Linked DNA regions of Sus scrofa: regions 2, 3 and 4 are each linked to region 1. The links are chromatin contacts, called in public Hi-C and HiChIP or PLAC-seq maps. All regions are on one chromosome and are shown on one strand. The core of a region is the stretch at or near the end of the contact, and the rest is flanking DNA. Distances in the headings are between cores, read along the strand shown. Region 1 overlaps PDHX (pyruvate dehydrogenase protein X component, mitochondrial). Region 2 overlaps CD44 (CD44 antigen). Region 3 overlaps CD44 (CD44 antigen). Region 4 holds the start of CD44 (CD44 antigen).

Evidence for each region. A called contact is a pair of places that touch in the nucleus more often than the background predicts. HiChIP or PLAC-seq counts read pairs in DNA pulled down with a chosen protein or histone mark.
Region 2: a contact with region 1 is called in an H3K27ac HiChIP or PLAC-seq map of alveolar macrophages. The contact joins two enhancer-like sites. A contact is called at or near these places in 2 of 47 Hi-C or Micro-C datasets (alveolar macrophages and liver) and 1 of 2 datasets of contacts at active chromatin or transcription factors (alveolar macrophages).
Region 3: a contact with region 1 is called in a Hi-C map of subcutaneous adipose tissue, with 1.8 times the contacts expected there. The contact joins two enhancer-like sites. A contact is called at or near these places in 3 of 47 Hi-C or Micro-C datasets (embryonic fibroblasts, skeletal muscle and subcutaneous adipose tissue) and 1 of 2 datasets of contacts at active chromatin or transcription factors (alveolar macrophages).
Region 4: an H3K27ac HiChIP or PLAC-seq map of alveolar macrophages shows a contact between it and region 1. The contact joins the promoter of CD44 here to the enhancer-like site in region 1. A contact is called at or near these places in 4 of 47 Hi-C or Micro-C datasets (alveolar macrophages, embryonic fibroblasts, retroperitoneal adipose tissue and 1 more) and 2 of 2 datasets of contacts at active chromatin or transcription factors (alveolar macrophages and skeletal muscle).

Annotation. Positions count from the first base shown.
Region 1 is chr2:26,008,822-26,015,895 of Sscrofa11.1, forward strand. PDHX (pyruvate dehydrogenase protein X component, mitochondrial) reads right to left here. Exons shown (of 13, transcript XM_003122869.4): 13 at 6,133-7,074. The coding sequence ends at 7,036. Among named protein-coding and RNA genes, the nearest start is that of MIR1343, 54 kb to the right of the region's middle. Within about 2 kb of position 3,805, at least 16 of the 83 cell types and tissues checked have an H3K27ac peak or open chromatin away from gene starts, as enhancers often do. A contact at or near this core is called in alveolar macrophages, retroperitoneal adipose tissue and subcutaneous adipose tissue, where this site is marked.
Region 2 is chr2:25,832,910-25,839,983 of Sscrofa11.1, forward strand. It overlaps CD44 (CD44 antigen), which reads right to left. Exons shown (of 14, transcript XM_013994425.2): 4 at 5,921-5,989; 5 at 3,034-3,264. Among named protein-coding and RNA genes, the nearest start is that of CD44, 48 kb to the right of the region's middle. Within about 2 kb of position 2,907, at least 2 of the 83 cell types and tissues checked have an H3K27ac peak or open chromatin away from gene starts, as enhancers often do. A contact at or near this core is called in alveolar macrophages, where this site is marked.
Region 3 is chr2:25,851,904-25,858,977 of Sscrofa11.1, forward strand. All of the region lies in intron 1 of CD44 (CD44 antigen), which reads right to left. Among named protein-coding and RNA genes, the nearest start is that of CD44, 29 kb to the right of the region's middle. Within about 2 kb of position 3,813, at least 30 of the 83 cell types and tissues checked have an H3K27ac peak or open chromatin away from gene starts, as enhancers often do. A contact at or near this core is called in subcutaneous adipose tissue, where this site is marked.
Region 4 is chr2:25,880,475-25,887,548 of Sscrofa11.1, forward strand. It overlaps CD44 (CD44 antigen), which reads right to left and starts at 3,735. Exons shown (of 14, transcript XM_013994425.2): 1 at 3,487-3,735. The coding sequence starts at 3,589.

The sequences.
Region 1 (7,074 bases), core at 2,555-5,054:
TCTCTTTTGTGTCACATCTTAATGTCTCGCCTAACAAATAGGTGAATTTATTGGAAATAAGTTCTACCCACAAAGTAGGTCTAACATAGATTGCTATACCTTACTGAGATGCCTTATTGTTTGGCGTTATTCCAAATTATAAGATCACATTTTACTTCCCAGCCTGTCTGGCTGGGCTGTGGTGCCAGCCACCAATTTATCATTTCTAAGATTCAGTGGTACCTTGACAGCTGCTCTGAACTACTGCACAAACTGATGACACTTCCAAGCATTTCTCCTTTATAGCAAGCATGGTAAGTTTCTCAGCAGAAGGCACCTGAGAGACACTGTCAGTTCTAGCTGCTGCTGGCTACTCATCAGGTGTGGAACAGCATCCAGTGATGCTCTGCCCCTGCACGTGCCCAGAATGGCAGTCCCAGCTCAGCCTGGTGACCACCTTCCCACAGGGCCCTCCCAACACAGACACCATGTGCTCCAGGTCCCCAACTTGCTGTCCCACCATGACCTCCTCAGTGCACCAGCCCAGTAGCTGGGGCTGACCTGTGCCCAGCAGGGTGGCCTTGCATTTCCCAGCGACTGCAGACAGACCTGGCCTGGGCAATGCAATGAATCTGTCACGCATAGGCTGCACACATTGGACACTGACTGGTAAGGTGGTCAAAAGAGAAGTATGGACCCTGACTGATACAGTCATCAAAATAGAAGCCCAGAGCCTTCAAAAGAAAAACTGATGTAATGAACTTTAGCTCGTAACGAACGTGGATTAAGGACATCTATGTAAAGTAAAATGTTCTACATCATTTTTTTTTTTTTTTTAATCCTTAGAGGTACTAAGTCCCTAATTTCGTGGAAGCTTTTATTTTTCTAAGCCTTCTATTCAGGGGTAGAAGTTATGACATTTAACTTCAGCATTTCAGGTTAACAGTAGTTGTCTGTAATGAAAACAAAAATCTCTAGCACTTTCTGTGTACAATCACAGAGAGAACTAGTACAGAGAAAATATGCATTGATTTAAGGGTGGTCATATTGAGACACATTTTACTACAGAAGAACAGGACCTTCAATTACTACAAGTGGAAAATGCCATCTCTGAATAGAGAACTACCTCATCAGCAATAAGACAGCCTAGGAAGCGGTATACTGCAATGTGGTGAGCTTGAATTTTGATGCTGCAAAGACCTAGGTTCAAATCCCAGTTGTGACCTTTCTGAGCTGTGTGCCTTTGGTTCAGTAACATAATCCCCAAGCTTGTTTCCTTTTCCTGTCTTGTGATGATGGTTGTAAAGTAGGATATACCTACGTTACAGAATTGAGAAGATTAAACAAGATAAGCAACTGTTAATTTTCCTTCCTGTTTCCTCATTTTAAAGGTAAGAGAATATTGAGGCGCAGAAACAAGGTTTTTACCGAGAGCACAGTAATTTATAGAAGAAGCTGAAACCAGGCTTAAAGTACTCTTGATTTATGTGCGCAAACTTGGGAAATAAAGTACATAGACTACTCTATTTAGAAATGGAGTACTCATTGGAAATAAAGTACGACCAGTACTCCATTGAGAAGGACAGTAATTTATTAAGTACCATCCTACAGCTGCCTGATAAATGCCACTCCTTATCACACTGCTGATAGGAAGTGTAGAACAAGTGCTACTTTCGTGATTAAAAATTTGACCTATTTAACACCATCAAACTCCTAGAAGAGAACAGAGGCAAAACACTCTCTGACATCAACCTCATGAATATTTTCTCAGGTCAGTCTCCCAAAGCAATAGAAATAAAAGCAAAAATAAACCAATGGGACCTAATCAAACTGAAAAGCTTTTGCACAGCAAAGGAAACCCAAAAGAAAACAAAAAGACAATTTACAGAATGGGAGAAAATAGTTTCAAATGATGCAACCGACAAGGGCTTAATCTCTAGAATATACAAGCAACTTATACAACTCAACAGCAAAAAAGCCAATCAATCAATGGAAAAATGGGCAAAAGACCTGAATAGACTGTTCTCCAAGGAAGATACACAGATGGCCAGCAAACACATGAAAAAATGCTCAACATCGCTGATTATAAGAGAAATGCAAATCAAAACTACCATGAGATACCACCTCACACCAGTCAGAATGGCCATCATTAATAAGTCCACAAATAACAAGTGCTGGAGGGGCTGTGGAGAAAAGGGAACCCTCCTGCACTGCTGGTGGGAATGTAAACTGGTACAGCCACTATGGATAACAGTTTGGAGATACCTTAGAAATCTATACATAGAACTTCCATATGACCCCACAATCCCTCTCTTGGGCATATATCCAGACAAAAAAACTCTACTTAAAAGAGACACATGCACCCGCATGTTCATTGCAGCACTATTCACAATAGCCAGGACATGGAAACAACCCAAATGTCCATCAACAGATGATTGGATTCGGAAGATGTGGTATATATACACAATGGAATACTACTCAGCCATAAAAAAGAATGCCATAATGCCATTTGCAGCAACATGGATGGAACTGAGTGAAATGAGTCAGAAAGACAAAGACAAATACCATATGATATTTCTTATAACTGGAGTCTAATATCCAGCACAAATGAACATCTCCACAGAAAAGAAAATCACGGACTTGGAGAATAGATTTGTGGCTGCCAGATGGGAGAGGGAGGGAGTGGGAGGGATCAGGAGCTTGGGGTTATCAGATACAACTTATAAGGAGATCCTGCTGAGTAGCATTGAAAACTATGTCTAGATACTCATATTGCAACAAAACAAAGGGTGGGGGAAAACTGTATACATGTAAGAGTAACTTGATCCCCATGCTGTACAGCAGGAAAAAAAAAATTGACCTATTTATATAATACTTTACGCTTTATGAAGTGCTATGACTAATAATTTTATCTTATTTTTAAAGACCTATTTTTTTAGTGACAGGAGTAATAATTTCATAAACAAAGACATTTCAGGAAAATAAGTTATTTAAGGTGTGAATAAAGGGAAATCATCACTAATTTATGATTTTGCTAATAATTTCTCAGCTTTTAATAAAAGTCCAAGTTTCTCTTAACAGTATATATCATACATAGCAGAGGTTAAAATTAGAGGTTTAAAAAGTAGCTACTTAACTGGGAAGAAAAAGACTGCTTGGGGAGTTCCTGCAGCAGAAACAAATGCAACTGGGATCCATGAGGTTGTGGGTTTGATCCCTGATCTCGCTCAGTGGGTTAAGGATCCAGTGCTGCCATGAGTTGTGGTGAAGGTTGCAGACGGGGCTTGGATCTGGCGTGGCTGCGGCTATGGTGTAGGCCAGCAGCTGTAGCTCCAATTAGACCCCTAGCCTGGGAACCTCCGTATGCCGCAGGTGAGCCCCTCCCCCCACAAAAAAAAGACTGCTTGGATTTGTTTGCAAATACAGATAAATGATAAAAAGTGAAAGTAAACTTTATATGATCAAAGAAATAAAAGACTGCCACTAACAGAGGCTAATGGTTTTTCAAAATACATCTTTATATACCTTATAATTTCAATTAAATGGTGTCTTCAATATTACGCGAGTCTAGACAAACTACATCCTGCCTGTCCCCAGCTCTTGAAATCAATAAGAGACCCTAGAATGTCAATTTCGAAAACAATCTATAACTATTTACAATGATTTTATTAGAGGACTGCTGCGTTTCCCATTTATGAACAGTCTAATCCTGAAATACACCACTTGCTGAACATAACACATCAGAATCTTAACCTTTTATACACTGGTGATGGGGGCCGTGGAGGACTTGTGTTTTGCACTGGGGAACAGCATCACTGTTGCCGCATTCCCTGAAGGCACACACCCACCTGTGGATTTCTAATATACCACAGCAAACAAACATGTCAAATATTCTTACATTTCTCCCTTCTTTAAAGCCACCTGACCTGGTACGAATCTAATTCACTGAAGCTTTCATTATAGCAAATGCTTCTAGCTGGTTCTGCTGACGGTTGCCCTTGACCCTGTTTTGACTTCCTTTGCATACAATGGCCAGACTAATCCTAAAGTTAAGTGTGCCCTGTTACTTCCCTTTTCAAAAGTCAACAAGAGTTTCCCGTTAATAACAGCACATTATAAATAATGGTTAATTCTTACCTGCAGCACACTTGGTTCTTTCATTGCTCCACTTCGCCTGAGATAAAGTCCGTCATGATGCAATGGGTAATGAGGACAAATTTTCCTTGAAAACTAAAAGTTAACTGCCATTGTAATTTTTCTCCCACACTCTAACTACAACATATTAACTTAGAGCACCACCTATCTTTCAATAAAAGGTTAGGAAACTAGTTTTACTTTTGCAACAGCTGGCCTGTACAATTTAGTATGATATTAAGTCCAAAATGCAAAAAGAAAAGAAAATTCTAAGAAGGTTCATTTGACAGTGCATAAAAGATCATTCTACCAGAATACAGAAAATTCTTAGTAATGTTTTAAACAAGGGAGTCTGGCCAGCTGTGTACTGAAGATCTTAATCTTCCACAAAAATGGTCAATGAACAAACTGTAGCTGGAAATGTTAACTAGAAGTTGCGGTTAGGGAGAAGCGGAGCTGTTTTGACTTTGAAATTCTAACACTCCTTGATATTTTCAGGTATTAACTAAATGTGTTGCTTTTTCTGTAAAAGTCTTCCCAACATTTAGGTCATTTCCCTTATTTAAATGAGGGTAAAAGTACAAATAAATATAAATACAAAATAAATATATTGTATAAATATATATTGTATATTTATACAATATAAGTATAAATAAATAAATATAAATTTATAATGTGGGAGACAGTCTGCTCATACAGCACACAGTTCATTCTCTGCTACGATCCCAGTCAAGGGCACCACACCCTCTTCTCAAATCCGTGTTATTCTCTGACCTCATGCTGCAACAGAATTATTTTTAGAAATGGCAATTTCTTACATAAACCTAAGCAGCGTAACACATTGGAGAAAATACTTTTAGTCAGAATGAATGGGCATTTGCACCAAAAGTCAAACCATGAGAAACAACTGATTACGTGAAAACCTGGCTGTGACATCCACGAAGAATGGAAATGTCTTGAATTTATACAGCATTTCTCCTGCGCGGTTCGCCGCAGCTCTCTAAGGCAGGCGGGAGTGGGGATCATCGCCCATGTCACCTACAGGGAAACAGATGCACTAGAGTTTAAGTGTGTCGACCACTGGAAAAACAGAACTCCCAGGGATTGATGGTGACCTACGGCTGTCTCATGCCCTATTCCTCAGATATAAAAATTAAGAGAAAAAAAATTTTAGTTAAAACTGACTGAAAATCAATGTAACTCATCAAAGTTATTTTGTAAATAGCACTTGGTTACAATTTGCAGTATAACTCAATATGACAAAAGGTCTGGAGATTGTTTATAAAAAACGGCTTGTTAAAATTGAGTGGAATAAGCATTTCTTAGCAGTTGATGTACTGGGGCTCTAAGCATTTCAGAAAGCTCTTTTGTGAGAGCCTAACTTGCTCATCGTGCCATAGCACACAGCTTGGACGACACAGTCACTCTCTTGGTGATTCATGGCAGCAAACACGAACATGAGTCTTTCTGTGACTGGTTATTTAAATCATCATCCCACTCTGGTTATGATTACCTTGTCAGATGTAGCAGAGTTGTTAAAAGAGAGATATTAAGCTCTTCTAACCTTTACAACAATCGGGCAAATTTTCATCTTATCAATGGAATAAAAGGGACAGTTCTCACAAGCTTCATAGGCCTTCTACTCTCTTTCCAAAGTTTTACACTCCACATCCATTATTTTCCTAATTTTACAGTGGACCCTTGAACATGGTTTTGAACTGCGCATGTCTGATTATACACAGAGTTTCTTCAATCCATACGTACTGTAGACCTACTCGAGCCCTAGATGACTGAATCCCCAGATGGGGAACCATGGATATGAGAGTCAACCATAAACTTACACACAGATTTTCCATTTCATGGGTCCACACCCCTAACCCTGAGTGATTCAAGGGTCAACTGTAATTTTAAATTCTTTTTCCTCCTATAGAGTCCCTTTTAAACTGTTCCAGGGAAATTACTAATCTACTTCAAGGCACTAAATCTCTGTGCCCTAACATGTAAAATACAACACAAATGTTTACTTTTTTTTTACATTTTTATTTTGCAATATAAACATGATTAAAATGCACTATGAAACAACATTTTGTGTTTACATCAAAACTAACTTAAAATGTTTGGTAGGAAATAGCATAATTTTTTAAAATATGTTCCAACTCAGTATGAAGGTGAGCAGTTTATTTCTGAATTTTATTTAGGTATTTTAACTATAGTTTATTATTGAAACAAACAAAATTTTTGGTCTCTTTTTCTTCACTTTTGATTTTTCTTTAATTCTTTTTTAGTTCACAGTGTCATAGATGTGTAAAATAGGACTGATAGAAACCACTCTAAAACATATGGCTTTATATACATAAAAAAAAATCCAATAATGTTGCCACAACCCCTAATACAGTGTGATTCTTATTTACTAGTATCCAGAATAAACTTCTGTACATATTAAATTGTTCAAGTATAGCTAGAGCAGTGCTTGTAGAAGTGAGGTCCCACTGCTACGTTAACGGGCATCTCTTTGAAGACCGCTTCTAACTTCAACACAACTAAGGTAGAGTTCTACCAATTAGTTGACTTTACAATATATTATACATTCTCAATTATTCTAAAATGCTCCAATGAGCCAAACATACGATTTAATTGACACCTAGTTTAACATCCATTTTGTACAGCACCAGTGGTTAAATTAAAAATGGATCTGACTAACCAAATGTTCTCTTTCTTCTTAGTTACAGCTTGTTACTTAGTTCTATAACATTAAACCCGGGTTGATAAAGAGGATAACCTGGGTCAAACTCTTTCATCTTAAATAAATAAACATTTCATCCACTTCACACTTAAATACCTAATCGTTTTCGTATAGTGTAAGTTTTTCAGTAATAGCTATACAATTGACGAAGTCAAAGACCAACTTCTTATCTCAGAGGACTAGGCAAGTCGGAAAGGATTCTCCAGGTTTGCTTTAAA
Region 2 (7,074 bases), core at 1,657-4,156, 180 kb before region 1:
TACAAAGGACACATTTGCACAGAACAGACTAAAGAGATAGAAGTCATTTCCACCAGTGATGCCCTCAGATAAACCTGGACATCCTCCCTGGAAAATCTATAGACACCCATTGGTACCTCAGAAATGTTATTAAAGATGCAGAACTCCAGCCACCATTGCCCATTAGGTGGAGACCAATGGGAGGTAAATATACAAGAGAAAGACAGAAATAGGCATTATTTCTGTTTTCCTAAAATGAGTTTTATGATATTCAGGGAAAATGAAAAAAGCTGCTGCTTCACCAGAAGTTTTCAATTTCTCCAACCGAGTAGATCATGCCAGACCAAAAAAAAAAAGAAAAAGAATAAGAAAAAAAAATATATGTACATACATATATTTCTTTTACAACCAGAAGACAAGGAAAGGGTTTTCCAAGGCAGGAGTCTACTTCCCAAATTAGTTTTTGGATTCCAAAGAATCCAAAGTTTTTGGATTCCAAAGAATTCCAGATCACCAACAGAAAAGAGGCTGATGACATTCCTCCAGGAAGGCACTTCCAAAAACATTTATAATAAAAAGCTTGCTGGAAGTCAAAACCTACCTAGATGGTTGTTCGCACTGGCTCTCCCTATTGCCACCCACTAAGGACCCTTAAGGATGGACTGAGCTACATAAGCCAAAGACGCACTTCTGTGTGCTCAGGCAGCCCGCCTCTTGACCTCTGCCCTCCTGTGTGCATTAGGGAGGATTTGCAATCATTCCTTCTCAGTAAGTCCCAACACCTGGTCCTGAATCATGAGGTTTGGGCACTCTCCTCACTGGGCTTGGAAAATATGGTTATTCAGGAACTTTTTAGCGCTAACTTGTTCAAGTACGCCATATGCTATGTTTAAGTTTCTACCTGATTGTTTTTGGTTTTTTTTTGATACCTTCTTGGAGTTGATTTATTTGGAGCTGACATATTGGATCCTAGAACTCCACTATGACTCTCAGGTTGGCACTGGACTGACTCTGCTGGACAGACTTCTCTCTCTTCCTAAACTACTAAAAGAAACTTAGCTACCTACGTGCTCTGAAAGAGGAAAGCATGATTCTTTTCTCAACTGAAATCCTGAACTATGTTTTATTAAGGAAACATATGATAAGCTTAATCTTTTCCTTGATTTTTGAACAGTCTATAGGCTCCAGGAAAGTAGGTCCAACTCTGCGTCCCCAGGAACCAGAGCAACATCTGGCACAGAGAAGACCTCAAATATCCGTTGAATGAATGACTAGCTTAATAATCCTTACATCTCCTCAATATTATTTTCTAATGGTGTTTACTACTGGATCCCAAGCATTAGAATAGCTTGGTACATAGTAGGTCTTCAAAATATATTTGCTGACTAACTTTGGTAGGAAAGGTGCAGTCTTTAAAAGATGTGCTATGAATATTTATAAAATGTCCTCATTGCCTTTTCTAAAGCACATATGAAATGCACACTAGTTTATGTAGTCTGTTAGCAGCTTAAATGTTCATTTCCTCTTCATATTTTGCCACGATGTTCTCCTTTGGGGGGAAATGGTCCTTTAGGACAGATCTGATCTGCCTCCTGCTGAAACCTCTAATTGTCATGTTTGCCAACACTGGACAAAATCACGTGCCCTGATGATAAGTACCTTCGATGTGGCTAATTTGCAAAAGGCAGAGAAGTCAAGAAGCAGCGAGTAACAGGCAGCCCCACACGGTTGGTTTGCAGAAGCTTCTCTCTCAAGAAGGGTGGTCCATGGGATTATAGATAATACAGTGGAACAATCTCCAGAGAGCCAATACTCCAGGAAATCATGGGAAATTTGAAAAACGTGTTTTTTGGAATGTTTCAAAGCATCTACGGAGAATGACCAGAACCCAACCCTATTTGTACCGCCCCCTCAGCCAGATGCTAACAGAAATTTAAAAGGCTGAGAAAGTAACATTGCATTACATCATAGCACTCTGGTAAATTCCCAATTCCCTGGCTTTTGGGTGGTGAGGAATAGAAAAGGGCCCCGTCTTGAGCATTTGCAAACCAGAAGATTTCCACCACACTCTTTGGAGCCCAGAGTTCTACCCCTCAAGAGCCATAGCCAGGGAAAGAGAAAATCCACATCATACTAAGAAAGCTCCTAAAGAAGCAGATGGCCTATTCGAGTCTGAATAATCCTGCACAGAAGAACACGGCCAATCTGGAAACCCGTCTGAAAACAAACCATAGGGAAAAAGAAAAGAGAGAAGCAGAGAAGGAGACCAGAGGAAGATGTAAACACTTTCCCATGAAAGTAAAGCACCAGGGGCCAGAACCCCAAGAAATCTTATGCAATGTTTACGTATCTCCACTCTAGCAGTCCCAAAGTAATGAGTTCACAGACGAAACCAAGCAAGTTTTAAGAGCCTCTCCCCACCAGCTGGAATATAAAACTCAAGCAGATTTTTTTTCACCAATGTACCAAATTGATTGTTCCAACGGCACTAATATAGTTTCTGAAGGAGATTTGATTTGACCAGATAACTCCTTCAGATATGCTTCCTTAGACCAAAAACAAAGGAATTGTTTAGTAGATCATGGGTAGTGAATATGACAAATTATTACACAATTAATATGACTATACATCAGGCTAAAACATAAAAATAAAAAAATTAAGCTGCAGAAAAGTAGCAAATGGAAATGGTAAGCATACACTATGATCCCAAATTTGTGAAAACAATCTTATCCATAAATGAATAAGAACAAGAAGGAAACCTGCAAAAATGAAAACAGTTTCTGCATCAGGCTTGACTTGTCCCCATATTTCTGGGACAAGAGAACAAGGGAAGTTCTTCTAAAAAACTTCCAATATGCCACTTCCAGTATACTGAAAGAAAAAAAAAATTGTTGGCAGTAGCTGTCCACGCATACAGCGCACTGACAACCACAGGAGCCCCGCCGCATGACGTCACCACTTTCTAGAGACAGGGATAATCAACGCACGAGGAAAATCAGAGCTGTTTTTGCAAACGAATCGCTATTGGAAAGATCAGGGATTCATTCTCCTTACTGGTAGCTGGGGTATCCTCCGGGTTGCTAGAGACCCAAGGACCTTCTTGGTCTGGGTGCGTAGTAGTCGGAAGGTGGGTGTGGAAGATGCTGTAACCCCCGGAAGTGCTTCTTTCACTGGATGATCCACTGCTCATATCATCCTCCGGAGCCATGTTGGGGTTGATGTCCTCGGGGTTGGTCCTGTATTCACCTTTCTTGGTGTAGCGGGTGCCATCGCGGTTAACAATAGCTGGCAGACAGAGAAGGCACTTTCAGAACTTGGCCGCTGACACTCTCTGACTATAGGAAAGACTGTGGCTTATCCTATAAGGCAGTGACTTCAAAGCTGTTTTTGTTTGTTTCTGTTAAGCAAAATAACATCTAACTACCTACCTCCTGTTGGGGGCACAGAGTGAACAGTGCACTATGAACATGAACCTTCCCCCATTCACCCACCCACCCTGGAAATGGGGACAGGGAAAGAGGGTGTCTAGAGCTCTTTTAGGGCCGCACCCTCGGGCATCTGGAAGTTTCCAGGCTAGGGGTCAAATCGGAGCTGCAGCTGCCTGCCTACACCATCAAACCCACATCCTCATGGATCCTAGTTGGGTTTGTTAACCACTGAGCCATGAAGGGAATTCCTGGAATCCCACTTTGTGTGGCTCTTGACAAGGTGGGTAACTCTCTGAGCTTCAGTTTCATCTTATGTAAAATATGGGTAACACTACCTCCAATTATGAGCACGATATGATACACTGCATGGAAAAGGCTTGGTGTAGTTATTCAAAATAGAGTTGGTGCTCAATAAATGGTCTTTCTCCCGCCTGGTCCCTACCTCCCTTCTCAATACATGTAATATGTATTGCTATTAATTTCATCTATTTCAAGCAAGAATTTGAAACAGGCGACAGAGAGACTGTTGGTCTCAACAGGACATATACAAGCATAATGCATTTATTTGTGCCTCACTTTATTGAGCTCACAGATATTGTGCTTTTTACAAACGGAAGGTCTGTGGCAACCCTGTGTTGTCAGATAATGGTTAGCATTTTTTAGCAATAAGATATCTTTAATTAAGGTTAAAGATAGCATTTTTTAGCAATAAGATATCTTTAATTAAGACATGTACATTGTTTTTTTTTTTTAAACATAATGCTATTGCACATTTGAACTACAATGTTGTGTAAATGTACCTTTTATATGTGCTGGGAAGCCAAAAAGTGTACGGCAATATGTGCTTTATTGAGGTGGTCTGGAACCGAACCTGCAATATCTCCAAGGTAAGCCTGTATATTTGCAGAGTCATGAAGAACGAGATTTTCTTTCTAAGGGGCCCATTTGTCAGTTTAAATGAACTCCCATCCTGGCTAAGAAATTGGTGTACTTAAATATTGACAGAGCCTCTGTCATCTCCTGTGAAATTCAACCTGAAATGAAGAAGTATGGGGGTCTAAAAAGATCGAAATCTTTGGTTTAAACAAGCAAATGACTAGAATGACAGGAGAAGAAAGCGCAAGAAGGAATTTGTTCACTCTTCCCCTCTCAATGGGTTATCTGCTTTCAGGTACGGGTCACTCCCTGTCCAAGGGTACCTTTAGCTGACATGATTTTCTGCTGTATTGCCTTGGTAGGACTAAAGATTCCTCTGTTGCCCTATCCAGCTTGTCCAAGTAGAGGTATTAATAAACCAGAAATTAAAAAACATGCCAACTCTCACTTGCCCTAATAATCTCCACAGATGAAGCTCTGATAAGAAGTTATGACCAAACCTGAACATGTCTGGACTGAGAGAGAGAGAGAGGAGAGAGATCTGTAAGGACCAAGAAAATGGGGCATTTATGGGCAGGGCATCAGATACATTTTCTTTCTTCATTTTCATGGCAAATCTCATACATTGTTCCATTACCCGGAAGAGAAAACTGAGGCTCAGCTGACCCAGATGGTAAAGAACTAGGATTTCCAGCCAGGCCTGATGGACTCAGCACACCTCACCCTGCAGGCCTCCCCTTCCTTTTGCAAACTACAGTCCAAGAGGAATCTCTTACTAACCATGGGGGGCTGGACTTGTGTGGTCCAGGAAGATTCTGGTTCCCCGGCCACCACCACTGCCCCCATGCATACCGAGGAGTCTGGCTCTTAGGAGGCAGAAGTCCAGCCTCCTCGTCGCTGTGATACTTCTCAGAAAATAAGGCTCAGAGGCAATCAGATCAGGGTTAATAGGTGGACCTATCTGAAAGTTCTGGCTGAAGTATCCTGTCTTGCAGTGCTGAATGCCTACGTCTGAGGATAATCAAGATGATTTTAGGTGGTGTAAATAATGTTGGAACACATTTCCAGGAAGTTTGTACCCTTTGTTATCCTTTTTCCACACTCCAGTTAAATCAAACAGAAAATTTAGGGGGCTGGAATACCCCTACCCCTAACACTTATTAATCCCCATCTCTGAGAGCAAGAGCACAGCTCAGACTCAAAGCCCCCATCAGCTAGAATTTAAGAACAGTATTTAAATTTTCCTACATTTAACTTTATTTTTAAGGTTACCTTCTACTTATGACCAGGGATGTTGGTTTTCCACTTGAAAGCTTTTTAAAAATGTATTTTAAGTAGAAAGGAATAGCTCAACTAAATAAAAAATATCAAGTAAATGATGGTGCTGTGTCCACAGAGATGCTAAAACATGTGAAAGGAGTTTTCAAATGCCTGACATCGGGGAACAATGCATTGGGCTAAACCAGAGAGCAGGTCCAAGTCACAGAAGGAAAAGGGGAAGGGACAGTAAATCACAGTCCATGTCTCTAGCCTTAGGGAGATGAGTGCTACTTTAGCCAAATACAAAACATACAAAATGCGCCTGATTCTCTCCTCAAGGATGAAGAAACTCCATCCAGGTTAGAAGCGATACGTACTTATGGTAATTGGTCCTTCGAAGGTATTAGGCAGGTCTGTGACTGATGTACAATCTTCTTCAGGTGGAGCTAAGATGCAGAAAAGAAAAAAAGGCATGAGAACGCTGAAAAATATGAGCCTAATTGATGTTCATGTCTACTAGGTAGGACGGCGGTTTATTATAACTCATCCCAAATCACCTTTTTCTGAACCGCTCTTCAACCTAGGAACTTTGCAAACGATTACATTTAGAATGGATAAGGAATGAGACCCCACTGTATAGCACAGGGAACTATCGCCAATCTCTCCGCAGTGATTCCAGGCCCATTGGAAAACCTTCCTTGTGTATTAAATTTCTATTCTGTGTGGGTGTGTTTGTGTAAAATGGAAACTTATTCGTTAGGTTGGTTTCTTCCAGAGTTGTTTCTTGACAAAGAGGAAGGAACAACGAGATGGATGGATGGATGGATGGATGGATAAATAGAAAAATGGATGAATGGGTGGACAGATAGACGGAGGCAGGCAGGCAGATTTATATCACAAGGAAGTCTGTTACCACAAGTATTTTAAGGGTCCTGCCATCAATTGCTGGGTACTCGTGACATTGGACCAAAAACGCAAGTTGAACACAGCAGGGTTTGATGGCTTCTCTGTTCCTAGGAGCATCTTTTTCCACAGATAAAGGGGATACCCTTTACCTGCCTATTCTTTGGCCTCACAGTGAAACTAACTGACGGCTTTATATATCCAACTGGAAACAAAGCAGGTTTTAGAAACAGCTATTCTTGCAAGGGTTAATTACAAGATTTCTCAAAAGAGAGACTCTTCAAAGAGAAAGTCACCGCCATGGTAAGGCTCACCACCTAATCTAAAGCAGCCCCTCACTACTCCCCTACACCCACACCAGCATCACATATTTCTTCTCATTTCTTCTTCAGGCTCATCACTAGCGAAAAGTATCTTGTTCATTTTACTTGACGGCACATCTCCCATCCCCTGCCCTCTGCTACCCACCCACCTCCATAGAAATATGTCAACTCCACAAGATTAAGTAGTAACCTCATCTTTACTGACCAGAACATATATGTGTGATGGGGATAGAGAGGCACTCAAATATTCGTTGAAAGGATGGGGAAAAAAAAAAAAAAAAAAGCAATATAATTTCCCAGAAGCC
Region 3 (7,074 bases), core at 2,563-5,062, 160 kb before region 1:
ATGGTTCCTCCCCTCTGCATCCCTCGGGCCTTAAAAGGGACCAAGCCTTCAGGGCTGTGTATTAGTTAAGTCCTAATAATTTATGAAGACTTTCCAACAAGCTTCCTTAACACTTACGCAAACGGAAATTATTACCCCAAAGGGTATTAGTAATACTAACAGCAATAATAGCAGCGAAGGCATACTGTGTACTTATGTGTATATGCCAAGCACTCTTCTAAGCATCTGACAAGTATTAACTCATTGTATGTATAAAACAGCCCTATGAGGTAGGTGATATTATTATCCCCACTTTCCAGATACAGAAACTAAGGCACACAGAGAGAAAAAACATGCTCAGGAGTTCACAGAGCTAGTAAAGATCGAGCCAGGATTCAAACCCAGCCAGTCTGGTACCAGGAGTCCACAGGCTTAATCAACCTCCAGCCTGCTACTCCTGACCCTGATTTAGGTAATATTTTATGCCCTCTCGACCTCCCCACGTGCAGCAGAGAATATTTCCAAGGTTTAGGTGAAGTTAGAGTAGGGCTAGGCATGAGTAGCCACAGACCACAGACCACTGGATGGCATTCATGTTCTCGGCCATGGCATTGGCCACAGTGCAACCCTGCAGAGAGGCAGGACTCCCAAGATATCTGTGCATCTCTCCTGAAGAACAGAGACCTCTGGGATCTGGGATCGGCTGGGACTCAAGAGCCTACTGTTAAATGGCCCATCGCATCTCTCAAACAAGCCTCTCCAACTGGACATGAATCAAGAACGTTTTCCGTTGAGCCCGCTTGTCTCTGATAAATCTCCTGTGTCATGTAACAAAGGAATGATCCCACGCTCCTCCCTCCGAGAGACCCAACACTCAACATGAACTGTCAGAAGCCACTTTCAGGTTCAAGGTGGAGCCTCACTGGAGGGCGAGTTGTTGTTGCTAGGGGGTTGCTAGGAGGATAGAGGGGTCCTGGGCCCAGCACCAAGCGATCTCAGTGCTCACACAGGAACAGATCCTCCCGTGACCTGTCAGGGAGACCCCAAAAAAGGAGCTCTCCAAGAGAACAGTTCAACCTACTCTCTGGCACCAACTCACATGAAGGCTGACAGTTCCGCTTAGATGAGATCCACCCAAAGCTGGGTTCAAATCCCGACACTGCTCTCACTCCAGATGACACAGCTAGTTCATTCCTAACCTGGCTGACACTCAGCCTTCTTGATGATGGGATGGCAATGCCATCCGGGTTTGTGGGACTGTGAAATGAGATAAGGTATGTCAGACACTTGATACGGTGTTTGGCACTTAAAGAGAGCCAGTGGGTATTGCATATTTATGAGGTGACTGATCCATTGCAGCTAAATTAATTCTCACCAAAAAAATGCCATGGGAGTAGGCACTATTGCTAAACCCATTGTAGAGACAAGGAAACTGAGGCACAGAGAGGCCAGATAGTTTTCCCAAAGTCACCCAAGTCGGAGAGTCAAGGTTCCAACTTCTGTGCTATGCTGCCAATTGTGCAGGGTTCTGGATAAATTCATTCTTACCTGGAAAAACCAGTGCTGACCCATACACCATTAATCTTACCTATGTTTTCCTTGATGTTTTCTCACACCAAGGAAAATAGATCTCTCTAGTAAAGTCACCCCAACACATTTCAAAACCTTGCCTAGGGCCTGAGATGAATAGCTTCTTGGTTTGCCCCAGTTACTTCGTAAGTGGCAGAAAATCCCAGCCTCTGCTGAGAGGAGAACACAGTGTAATTTTTACTCAACTTGCCATTATCCACATGCCTCCAAATTTTCTGAGAGATGCATAGGGATGGGGTAGGGGTGTCCAACGGCTGACTAGCAGAGCTGAATGACAAGAGGTTTTCAACCCGGAGTTCATGAGTTGATCATTGAGGGTCTATAAACCTGTGAAATGACATGCAAGACTGCGTGGGTATTCTACATGTGTGTGCATGTGTGTGTGTGCGTATGTGCGTGCGTGCGTGCATGTGTGTGTGTGTGTGTGTGTGTAGGGGTTTTGATGGATACAGCATCCCTCAGTTTCTACCAGCTTCTCAAAGATGCCAGACACATGTAAATAATTACAAGATATTATTATCTTTAAGGTCTCTCAGTAATTAGAAATTCCAGGATTCTGGCATTTTGGAATTTCCTTGTGGGCTTCTTGATAGTAGGGACTGCATGTCTCCCTCAGCCTGTGTCCTCAGGACCCAGCACAGCACCACACAGAGCAGGCACATGTGGAACAAATGAATGAATGAATGAATGAATGAATGAGTTAATATCGGCCCCCCCCCCACACACACACACAGGACAAGGAGACTGTGGGATGCAAAGAGAACACAGCGCTCAGGTTCGCTCTCCACATCACGTCTAAAAGAAATATAGCTGGGCCTGGTTGAGAATTCCCTAGTGGACCCTTCAAATGTCTCTAACCTGCAGCGTCTGCTTCTGAGAACCTGTGCATTTGCCCTGAAAGCAAATGTTTCAGAGACCAACTTGCAATTTTGTGACTGGCTCTGTCTGCCTGGACTTGGCAGCTGTCATCTCAGAGATGAGCTGGGCCTTTTCCCATCCTGTCATGGGTTCCCTTCTGAGGCCGGGTCTCTCAGGAGAGTTTGGCAAACGCAGTGTGTCCCAGAGAAGGACCACCGAAGACGGTCTATGATCATACTGCACCCAGACGCTCTTCATTCTCCCAACCAGACTTCCCCAGATGGTCCAAAACGAATTAATGTATTTTCCAACAGGCGCCACCTAGATATGCCTTCCTGGTCCCTTTTATCATCTCCTCAGGAGACATGAGGCAGAATTAGATTTTTTGTTTCTTCCTACTGATTTGGTCTCGAGTAGTCTATGTGTCTGGGAAGCTGGTCTTCTCGAAGATGGGAACAAAGCCAGTTCCTGCAACTCCATGGCTTGTGTGGTTCCCACCGCCGTGTTAACAACTGCAGGCACTCACCCAGTGCCTCATTTGGCCCCTACGAGGTTTCCAACACTTTACACTTAAGAATTCATTTCATTCTCACAACCATCCTACGGGGTAGGCACTTTTATTACGCCCATTTTATGCAGGAGGGGACTAACTCTTTGAGAAGACACGAATAACCCGAGCAAGGGGCCGGTGGACCAGGGTTTCAGACTGGGCACTGCCCCAGATCACGCTGTAGTTAAGTGACATCTTGGCCGTGGGACAGATGCTACGTGACAGGAAACACTCTTATTCTCCATGTAGTTCTTAAAGTGCAGAAACTTGACCATTAAAAGAGAGCCCTGGAGAGAGGAATGTGAGCTTATTAAATACTATTTCTAGATCAGAAGTCTCTTGATTCTGGACCCTAAGGCTTAAAAGGGCAGAGCCCTTTGCCCAAGAGCCTGGTAAGACAGCAGTGGGAAAACCTGCCCTAATGGACCATCCCCTTTCTCCATGGGGAGATTCTGAGGCCCCCAGGCACGCTGCTTTCCCCAGTGGTGGGCTGGCTCACTCGCTCTCATTCTCTCTGCGCTTTTCCCATCTTGTCATGGGTTCCCTTCTAAGGCCGGGTCTCTCAGGAGAGGATCCTTTTCCCAGGATCCCCATGGGGATCAGAGACTCCAGCCCCAGCTGCAGCCTCAGGGCTCCTCTGCCCTTTACAGCCCAAGGGCTCTGGCTGAGGTCCGGCAGCATGAAGAGAGGACCCCGGACTCAGGGCTGGCCCAAGGCTGGGATGCCAGACCACGAGATGTCCTCACAATATTTGGAGATGTTTGTTGCCCAACCTGAAACTCTCCACAGACCAGGCTGTGCTAGCTGGAGCATGGTACTCCAGGCCAACAGCATCTTACTCCATCAAGCTCCTGGAGTCGGTCACGTGCGAGCCTCTTGGGCAGAGGCAGCCAAGAGCACCGGTGGATGCTCCACATTTTTCATCTTTATGGTGTTTATCATGACAGAGCCAGGATTTTGTTTCTGTCTTCTGATTTGCTGAGCTCATGTCTGAAAAATGTTATGCAACTCGCAAATCCAACCAAACTGATTCTGATCAGAAGGAGGCCGAGAAACGGCCAGTATTTTTTTAAAAGCACTATTGCTAATTGGATCATTTGTGTTTAAAGCCAAGAGGGATGACAGACAACTTCTACCCAAATTCTCTTGAGACACAACAGAAAACAAAACCCACAATGACTGAAGACGGTCTCAAGCCAGATTTTGAGAACAGCAGGACCTCTGGAGTCCTTAATTGCTAGATTCCTGACCCCCCAGTCCAGCGCTCTGACTACTGAACTGCTTTTATAAGAGGCCTGAGCAAGCCGTTCCAATAAAGTCACAATCCACTGTCTTAATGGGACATGAAGAAGCCATTCTGTTCCTCACTGTAATTGTTTGATATCTTCCCAGCCCAGAAGTTTCCATCTGGGAGTCTTCCTGGCTATTATAGCCCCTGCTGCCACCCAGCCTGCCAGTCCAGAAGGCTGGCAGCCTTCCTGCTGCCCCCATCCTCTGACGCCCATGTGATGGGTGCCCGGTGAAAGGGTCTATTGTTCAGCATCCACTCCTGAATGAGGCCAACATCACACTCAGTGGCCGAATCGCCTTTGGCTGCCCGGGCAGACCATGAGTCTTGAGTGACTCAGTCTCTCCCGGAATTGCCCTGGGGGTGGGTGAGGGTTTAATGAGCAGAGAAAATAGTTGCACACCATCATACCCAGAGAATTTCCTCCAGAACGTATCCCGGGTTGTTTTCAACTGAGCTATTCAACTCTTGGCACTCAGAAAGGAAATGCACCCCAACTTCTTGGCGCCTGGATGGACCCCCTGACCTCTCAGCCTCTTGTTCAAGGAGCCCATCATGGCAGCCAACATGAAACCAACAAGGGCCCGTCACATCCACTCTGTCAGAGGAGAGTGGAACACCAGGTGGTGTTCTCAGCCGCTACTCTGGCCCTTCAGTGGGGGCCACCCAAGGACTGGCCCAGGGCAGCTCTTTGGTTGTTTTCACAGAGTCTGAAGAAAGAAAGACTCCCACCCCTACCTCCTGGTGGGGTGATGGGAACTCAGGGGGTGGGGGGGGTGGGGGGGGAGGCCCTTTAAGGCCCCCACTCCTGATCCAACAGACTTTCTGGCCAAGGACAGTGTGGGTCCTAAGACTGTCAGCTCAGTGCCCAATTCTGCAAGGCCAGGTGGTCTTTGGTGAGAGAGTCTCCCGGAAGGGAAGGCAGCTGGCGGAAGGGGACCATCACGTGTGCCCCTGCGTGCTGCCATGGCAACCGGGACATGTTTGGCTCTGGCCCTGAGAGATCGTATCTATTTAGCAGGCTGATGAACACAAACCCCAGGATGTGGTAAACGAAATGAAAACGCATCTCAGGGGCCCACATGGGGTTTTTTCCTGTTGCAAGTCAAAAAAAAAAAAAAAAAAAAAAAAAAAAAAAAAAGAGGCCTAGTTATTTTGTTTCATAACTAGATTTGGGCGTGGGGGTGGGGCTCGTTCCAGGTATGGCTACATCACCTAGTCTGGGTACAGCTTTTGCTCCAGCCTGTCACCAGATCTTTGAGGAACTGGCTGAGTCTGGTCTGAGGAAGTTCTTCAAGGAAGCTGAGCAAGGCTGAGACTGTCACTCACAGGGAATGGCAGTGTTTGGGGCTGGTTAGTGGGTCGCTGACATGCTGAAGAGCCAGGGGCCCCCCTCTGGGTCAAGGATGAATGGATTCTAGTCTAAACCCTGTTCTTCATAAGCTGTGTGCCCTTGAATGAGTCATTCTAGCTCCCAGGTTCACACCCACCTCCCAGGACGAAATAAGTTAGGATGCGCTTAGAGCTGGTGGGATAAAGGGAAGGGAGTGCCATGCACACCTGGCATGGTAGAAACACCTCAGATGGCTTCTCACAAATCCAGTATTAATTAAGACACCCCTGGGCTCCAAACCCAGCAGAATAAGTGAGCGTCAGTCATCTCCCTGTGGGGGAATTTCCTTTTCCAATTAGGAAGCACTTCCATGTCCAAAAGTATCAGGTAGGTACTATGGCCCCATCTTACAGATGAAGAAACTAAGGAGCAAAAGATGCAGTGACTCCAAAGTCTTACAGAGCTGGAGTAAAACCAAGCCCTCAACCCAGATTTTCAAGGTCTTCCTATGGTCCCCATTACCTGCGGTGCTGTCCTTTCCGTCCTGGGTTGTCAAACAAGCTAAGGGGTAAAGTGGCAGCCCTCGGAGACAAGAGCGATGGTTTTCATACTTTTCCTCCTATCCCCGCCCCATGAGCTCTCAGGTGAAACTGCAATATTGAGGATAGGGGACAGCAGAAGTGCCCCAATGGGAGCTGGAGGGAGCGGGGAGGGCAGGTGCCAAACCCTGCATCCACCAGCTACTCATCCTTGCCCAGCCCCCACCCCACCCCACCAATGGTCCTGACACCCTCCACAATGCTCTCCAAGGCTGCGTGGAACATTCTGGAAATCATGGCAACAGGGGCGAATCATACCATTTGGCAAGGCCTGCAATGGGCCAGGGCCTCCAAAGCATTCGGAGAATCTAAGACGGTTACTCACCCGATATGACAGCCATGGAAGCCGAGAGTCAGAGGTTTAAGTAAGTGACACAGGGCTCTGCAGCTCAAAGGCGACAGCCAAAATGAAATGCCTTGTATAAAGACAATTTAAAACCTCTATGGACTTAGTATTATGGTTTTATTCCCCCCCCAGTCTCAAGAATAAAAACACCTTGCAATTTAAAGTTCTTCTTAAAGACGACCCCTGGTTCACCTTATAGAGAGGAGATAGCAAAGTCTGATTTCCCAACTCTATTCTGTAGGGACAGAGGCTGGAGAACAGTGGACTCAGCAGGATTTATAGATTCAGAAACTGAGAGCAGGCTGCTGTTCTTCACGCCAGAGCCCTCCAGATGGAGGGGAGCAAAAGGCCACCACCAAGGCCCACAGAGCTCAGCATCACTGTGCAGTCCAAGGTGTCTCCAGCTTGGCCTTGACTGCCTCTTTCCTGTCTCTTTCAGCATCTTCTCAAGTGATAAAGAAAAGAGTCCGGAATGCATGGAGCTGCTATTCCTCATCAGACCTTAGTGGTGGTGACAGATGTCATACCTTG
Region 4 (7,074 bases), core at 2,485-4,984, 130 kb before region 1:
AAGAATGGATCTGTGCAAAGGTCTAATTGAATCACTTTGCTGTATACCTGAAATGACCACAACATTGCAAATCAACTATACGCCAATAAAATAATAAAAAAAAAAAAATGAAAGTGCTAAACGTGCATAGGGCTGCTGTGAGGCTTATACAGGATAACCTATTCGAAGCTTCTGGATGAATGCCTAGCCCAGAGTCAGTGCTGAGTAAATGATATTTGCTGGGGACTTAGGGCCCTACTTTGCACAGGAGCAGAGTGTCAGGCATTTAAATTTAAAGTTGGCAACACTCTCCAGCAACAACACTCCAGGAGACCCTGGACAGTGCAGAGGCTCCTCCCCAGGAAGCAATTTTGCTTGATGATAAGCTATCATCGAGAATAAGATAGCTCCTTATTCTTATATTAAAGTCAAACTGGGAATATTGTGGAGGAAAATGCAAAGTTGTATTGAGTGTTTTAAGATAGCATTCAAGGCATGAAACAAACATCAGTGGACCCATGCTCTCCTGCCCACTGACGAGGGCAGAGGTGGGGCTCACAGCAGTCCTGGAGGATCGAGGTATTTCAGAGAACTGAGGTTGGGAAAGTGTCCTGCGCTCACTCTCTGTCCGAGAGAGGGGAAGTCACTTTTCTCTTTGGGGATCTGTTTCTTCCTCGGGAAAAAGAAAGGGTTTTTCTAAATGATCCTTGGAATCCCCATCTCTGAGTCTATGGCAATGAGTCAAGAAATATTTCTTGAATGAATGGAAGGGGATCTGTCATAAACTAAGAATTTCATGCCGCCCAGCATCCTCTGCTGCGTGGGGCAATTTGGAAAAAGAATGGAAACTTTTCCTATGAGCTGCTAGCCTCAAACACACCTACTTGGCACCTTGCCTTGGCAGGAAGTAAGATGTCCGTTGTGTGTCTATTTGGGGAACATCTGAAGTAATTGATGCTAACTAACCTCAGCACTGATGGAGTTTTGCTTCCTTGCTTCTTTGCCTGGGACAACACAGCCAAAGTCCAACTCCTGGAAGAGGGGGTCTCTAAAGCTCAGAGGGATCAGCAGGCTGCCTGCCACCCCCAAACCCCACTACTGTCAGATGCACCCCTCTTTCTAAACACCAGGAGTGAAATTCCTTAGCAATGACCTCTCACCCACAGAGGAGAGGAGAAGGAGAGGGACGAGGGCTCCCCCCAATGCCCGCCACCCAGGGCTACTTTATTCCTCCCACTGTGACACCCAGTTCAAGAGATCTATTCTCCAGCTTAAAGAGTCTGGGTCCAATGCTGCTTGAGTGCATTCGGCCACATCGCCACTTCTTGCTCTCCAGTAGGGAGATGGGAGCTTTCTTCCTTCCCGAAGCCTCGCCCCTTCCCACAGTTTCCTCACTGTCCTCCAGAGCCCACTGCCTCCACTAGCAGCGGGGCAACAGCAGAACCTCCCCGCCTCCTCTTTCTCCTTCCCTTCTCTGCCTGCCCAGCCCAAGCCTGCTGTTAAGTCACGTCTCCTTTCCAAGTCTCAGTTCCTTTCAAACAACTTTACAAGCACATGAAAGCCTGGGCCCCAGCAGTTATTGCTACAGGCACTTTTGGGCGCTTCCTCCAAATGATGCTGCCCAAAGGGACCACAAAAACTCCGGGCAGGAGAGCCTGCTGGTCTGGGGAGGAACTTCAAGGGTCAAGACAGTGCTGAATATTGGGGGATGGGGCCCTTAAGAAGAATCAGGGCTACAGGATGGAGGGAGTCAGGAGTCAGAATTCTCAGAAACAAAGCAGAAGATGACACAGGAACATAATGTACAAATAAACTTCCTTAGAGGTCACAGAGACACCAACCTGGTTCCTCTTCACTGAGACCAGGCTCAGGGCTCCCCCTGGAATCTTCCCCTCTTCTCTCCCCGCCCCAGCATTTCTGCCTTTCCACGGCTCCTTGGAGGTCTAGTTCCTTGCCTTTGAAAGCCTCCTCTAAGGGCTCTGGTCCACCACGACCCCACCTTCCATAAAATCTTTTCTGAGAGTCTGTCTATGCCACACACCCAGCCTAACATATTCTGATTAAGCAATAGGCTCAGGGGTCTGGTTCACACGACCACCCATCCTTCTGGCTGTGTGAACATCAGCAAGTCACTTAACCTCTCTGAGCTTCACTGTGTTTCCCTCCTGTAAAAAAAAAAAAAAAAAAAAAAAAAAGGCTAACAACACCACACTGGGCCATCACAAGGGTGAAATGAGATAACCCAAGTCAAGAATTCAGCACAGTGCCTGGCACAGCAAAAGTGCATAAGAAATAGTAGCTAGTGCAGTCATCCCTATTAATATTAATTATTATGATCGGTGATTACTTTTGTTCTGTTTGAGGAATCTACATCTTAGATCCCCACATGTCCTTCTAATGCACCCAACTAGGATTGTGTCTTTTACTTTCTTGGTACTCCCAGGGTTGTGTTTAATAAACACTTGCTGAGTGGAATTAACCATAGGTTGAGCTGTTCTAATGACCCAGCTGGCACTTCTTAAAAGAAAAATAATTAATTTTTCTAGCGATAACCAAATCAGCCATGTAATTATCTGTACCTCTATAGACAAAAGAAAGGAATGCTTGGAGTTCAGCCTCACCAATACATCACACACAGCCTCTCCCCCCAACAGCCACTGAAGGGCATGGAGCCTATTGGGATGGGATATTGGCAGCCCCAGATCCAGGATTCCTGATGCCACCCTGGTGCCCAGGTTCCCCCATCCTGCCTAGAGGCTGCCAGGCAGGGAATACGAGCCACATCGCTGCTGGCTGGATTTCCCCTAACTGATCGGCAGAAGCAGGAGGTTGCCAGGACCTAGCAGCTGGCCCAGTCAGTGCCTCTCCTATTCACACTCCCTGACCCAGGCTGGCACCTCGTGGAGACCCAGAACCTTGCCACAGTGCTGGTTCAGGTTCCCACAGTGTTAAGATCCTTAGTGACTGGAGCCAACTGTAAGAGCCTTGGAACCCAGGACCCCTTTCTAGAAAGCTCATGGCCACCAGCCCTCACACATAGCCACTGTGCCCACCTCTATGGCCACCTCGCCAACAGCCCTGCCTCTGCCCTAGCCCCTGTCCCTGCCCTGCCCAGCTCTGCCCGGCCACAGCCCAGCCGGGCTTCCAGCGCCCTTGGGCACCAGAGCCTGTTAGTCCAGACGCGCGGGCTGTGCGCGCCCAGGAATACAGTTACTTTCTGCCTTGTGCTTCTAGGGCTCCAACAACCTCACCCAAAACTGCGCGCCACCGCCGGCAGCCTGCCCAGCAAACTTTTCTTCGTTCTTTCTCTTTTCAACAAAACGGTGCTTTCCACCAACAGGCTCTCCACCAGCTTAGCGCAAATCCGTGCCCGGCTCTCCTTCCCCAAATCCCAGCCGCTCGCCGCCCACTTGACTCAGGTGCCCCAGGGCCAACTCAACCCGCGCGACTGCCGGCGGGTCCCGGCCACTCCTGTCACTCCCTCCCACCGCCTCGGCAGGCACTCACCGATCTGCGCCAGGCTCAGCTGCACGAGGCAGAGTCCCCAAGCTGCGCGCCACCAAAAGGTGTCCATGGCGTCGGAACGACGGAGAGAGTGAGCGGGTGACATGGAAGGGCCGGGGCGCTGGGCGGGGGCCGGCAGAGCACTGGACGAGCAGGGCGCCAGAACCTGTCCGAGGCTGGGGTCCGGCTGGCAGTGAGGGCGCCTGGGAAGTTGGGTGCAGTTTTTATTCGAGGGTTGAGTGAGTGACCTAAGAGGGAGGGAGCGAGCGGAGGACACACCCAAGCGAGGGGGCTGTGACTAAGCAGCCGGCAGAAGTTTAAAGACGTACCGGCTCTCCTTGGCGCTGGCCTCGCTGCCCCCGCCCCCTTCTCCACGGAGATGGTAACACCGGGTGCCAAAGCGGGTGCCCCGGGGGGCCGCGGGGTTCCATCGTACCGGGAGGCACCGGCTTTCCGCTCCAGAGGCGACTGGGAGCCCAGCCTTTGGACGCAGCAGGGAATGACTGAGTCGTAAAACTTCAGCCCTTTGGGATCAGCCTCTGGCTTCTCCTCTTTACTGTTTCTCTTTGCATCTGGCTGGGGAGCTCTTCTCCCTGGGTTTTCAGAGGCAGCTGGATATTCTGGGAGAAGAGCTGGGACAGAGCCAGGTCCTGCCCTGGAGAGTGGTGCTTCCCTGCCCATGATGGGGAGCTTGTGATTCTTCCCAGGGAAGAGAGGAAGTGCACATTCTTCTTCCCTCGAAGGAGAAGGAAGTTCACAGCCTCAGGTGGATTTTTGATTCTTATCAGGACCACTCAGAGAAGGCTAATGATAACCAGCCACTGACCCACCTGTTATCATCCAGCCTCAGGCTGGCACCTGGAACCATCCACCCATTCATCCACGCACTCACTCACACACTCATTCATCCTCCCAAGTATCCTTCCATCCACTGATTCATCTCTCTACCCATCTTACCTTACCTCCCTCCAGGGCTCGTGCATCTGTCCATCCAGTAGACACTCACAGCCATCCATCCTTCTTTCCATGCATTTATCTAACCACATATCCTTCCAACCACCCTCTCATCCAGCTTCTCATCCAGCTGTCCTTAATCTTTTCATATTTCTTTGTTTTTTTTTTTTGTTTTTTTTTTTTTTTTTTTTTGTCTTTTTGCTATTTCTTGAGCCACTCCCGCGGCATATGGAGGTTCCCAGGCTAGGGGTCCAATCAGAGCTGTAGCCACCGGCCTACACCACAGCCACAGCAACGCAGGATCTGAGCCGCGTCTGCGACCTACACCACAGCTCACGGCAACGCCGGATCGTTAACCCACTGAGCAAGGGCAGGGACCGAACCTGCAACCTTATGGTTCCTAGTCGGATTCTTTAACCACTGCACCACTACGGGAACTCCTCATATTTCTTTGTAAATCCACATCCATCTATACACTGTCCTCGTCTCCTTCCATCCACCCGTATATCTCATCATACATGTATCCATCCATTATTCGCCCATCCACCCATCCATCCTCCACATATCCATTCACCATTTTATCCACCCTCTCACCCACCCATGCGTCTATCCCTTCTTTCTTGCTGCCATGTATATTCCTATCTATGCAAGGGTTAATCCACTTTCCTCCATCTAGGCTACCCAACAAATCTCGAAAGGAGGAGGAAATTGTCATATTCTTCAGGGGAGGCATAAACCCTACCTTATATCACACTGTCATATCTATCCGTAATATACTGTGATTTAATATGTGAAATGCAGAAGCAGTATTTGTTGCTCATGTGGACTACTGAAAGTAAATCTTAATGGAATTCTTGCCTGGTGAGACATACAGAAAATGACAGTGGTTACCAGTGATTCTGACAAAAAAGACCCTGAAGGAGCTGTGCCAGAATTTCTGAGGGAAAGTAATTACCTTTTGATTGTGGAGAGCAGTTTGGAATGACTTGAACATTTGATCAGAGGAAGAGGTTGAGGGGGGCCAGCAAGACATGAGAATTAGTGGGGTGAGCCATTTCTAAGTTTTACTGGGAAGATCGAGCTTGATTCCTAAGAAATAGGGAGCTAATATAAGCTTATTATTATTGTTGTACTAAAATAGACATAACATGAAATTTGACATGCTAGTCATTAGGTAGCGTTTAGTACAGGCACAAAATTACGCAGCCATCAGCAAGCACTGTTTTAGTTCAGGCTGCCGTAACAAAATACTATAGATTAGGTGGCTTAAAGAACAGAAATTTATTTCTCACAGTTCTGGAGGCTGAGAAGTCCAAGATCAGGGTGCCAGGATGGTACAGTTCTGGTGAGAACACTCTGGTTTGCAGGCGGTCATCTTGTCAGTTTTCTCCTAGCCTCGCAGGGGGGCGGGGGGTGGGGGCAGAGAGAGAGGGAGCTTGAGGAGGACAAGCTCTTTTGTGTGTCTCTTCTTATAAAGGCACTAATCCCATTCATGAGGGCTCCACCCATATGACCTAATTACCTCTTAAAGGCCCCACCTCCTAATACCATCACACTGGGGTTAAGATTTCAACGTAAGAATCTATGGGGGGGGGGGGTGTTCCCTTCCTGGCACAGCAGAAACGAATCCGACTGGGAACCATGAGGTTGTGGGTTCGATCCCTGGCCTCACTCAGTGGGTTAAGGATCCAGCATTGCCATGAGCTGTGGTGTAGGTCACGGAGGCAGCTCGGATCCTGCCTTGCTGTGGCCCTGACAGGCTGGCAGCCATAGCTCCAATTGGACCCCTAGTCTGGGAACTTCCATATGCCACAGGTGCAGCCCTAAAAAGCAAAAAAAAAGCAAACATCTAGCTAATAAACACTATCTAGTTCAGGGTAAGGTTTTGAGCTGGGGAGAGCCTCCTTGACTACAGGCTACTCCTCTTGCATTCTCAGGGAGAAGGTTTGGGGGCCGAAAAATCACTGGACCTACTACTCCCCAAACACTCAAACCACTCATAGGGTGGCCCATCTGAAAGGAAGAGGGTGCCTCTGAGCCCCACCTGCCCAGCAGGCACGTTGAAAAATGCTGCCTGGGAGTTCCCTTCGTGGCTCAGCAGTTAATGAACCCAACTAGGATCCATGAAGATGTGGGTTCAATCACTGGCCTTGCTCAGTGGGTTAAGGACCTGGCGTTGCCATGAGCTATTAGGTCGCAGACCCAGCTCAGATCCGGTGTTGTTGTGGCTGTGGTGTAGGCCAGCATGGCAGCTGTAGCTCTGATTTGACCCCTAGCCTGGGGACCTCCATATGCCTTGGGTGCAGCCCTAAAAATAAAATAAATAAATAAATAAAAATAAAAAAAGAAAGAAAAGAAAAAGAAAAATGCTGCCTATAGCAGCAGAATTGGTCATGCTGCTGTCTCTGACCAAGAGGACTCTCTCCTGAAACATCTGAGCACCAACTAGCTCCCAGGTTGATCTTCAGGCTCTGACCACCTGAGAAACCAGCCCTGGTGAGTTCCATGGAAAGAACACTAGACAAGAATGGCCTTGGCCACCTCATGTCACTTACAGGGCTTTCAGCTTTCTTTTTTCTTTTCTTTCTTTTTTTTTTTTTTTTCTTTTTTTCTTTTTTTTTTTTGGAGGAGGAAGAA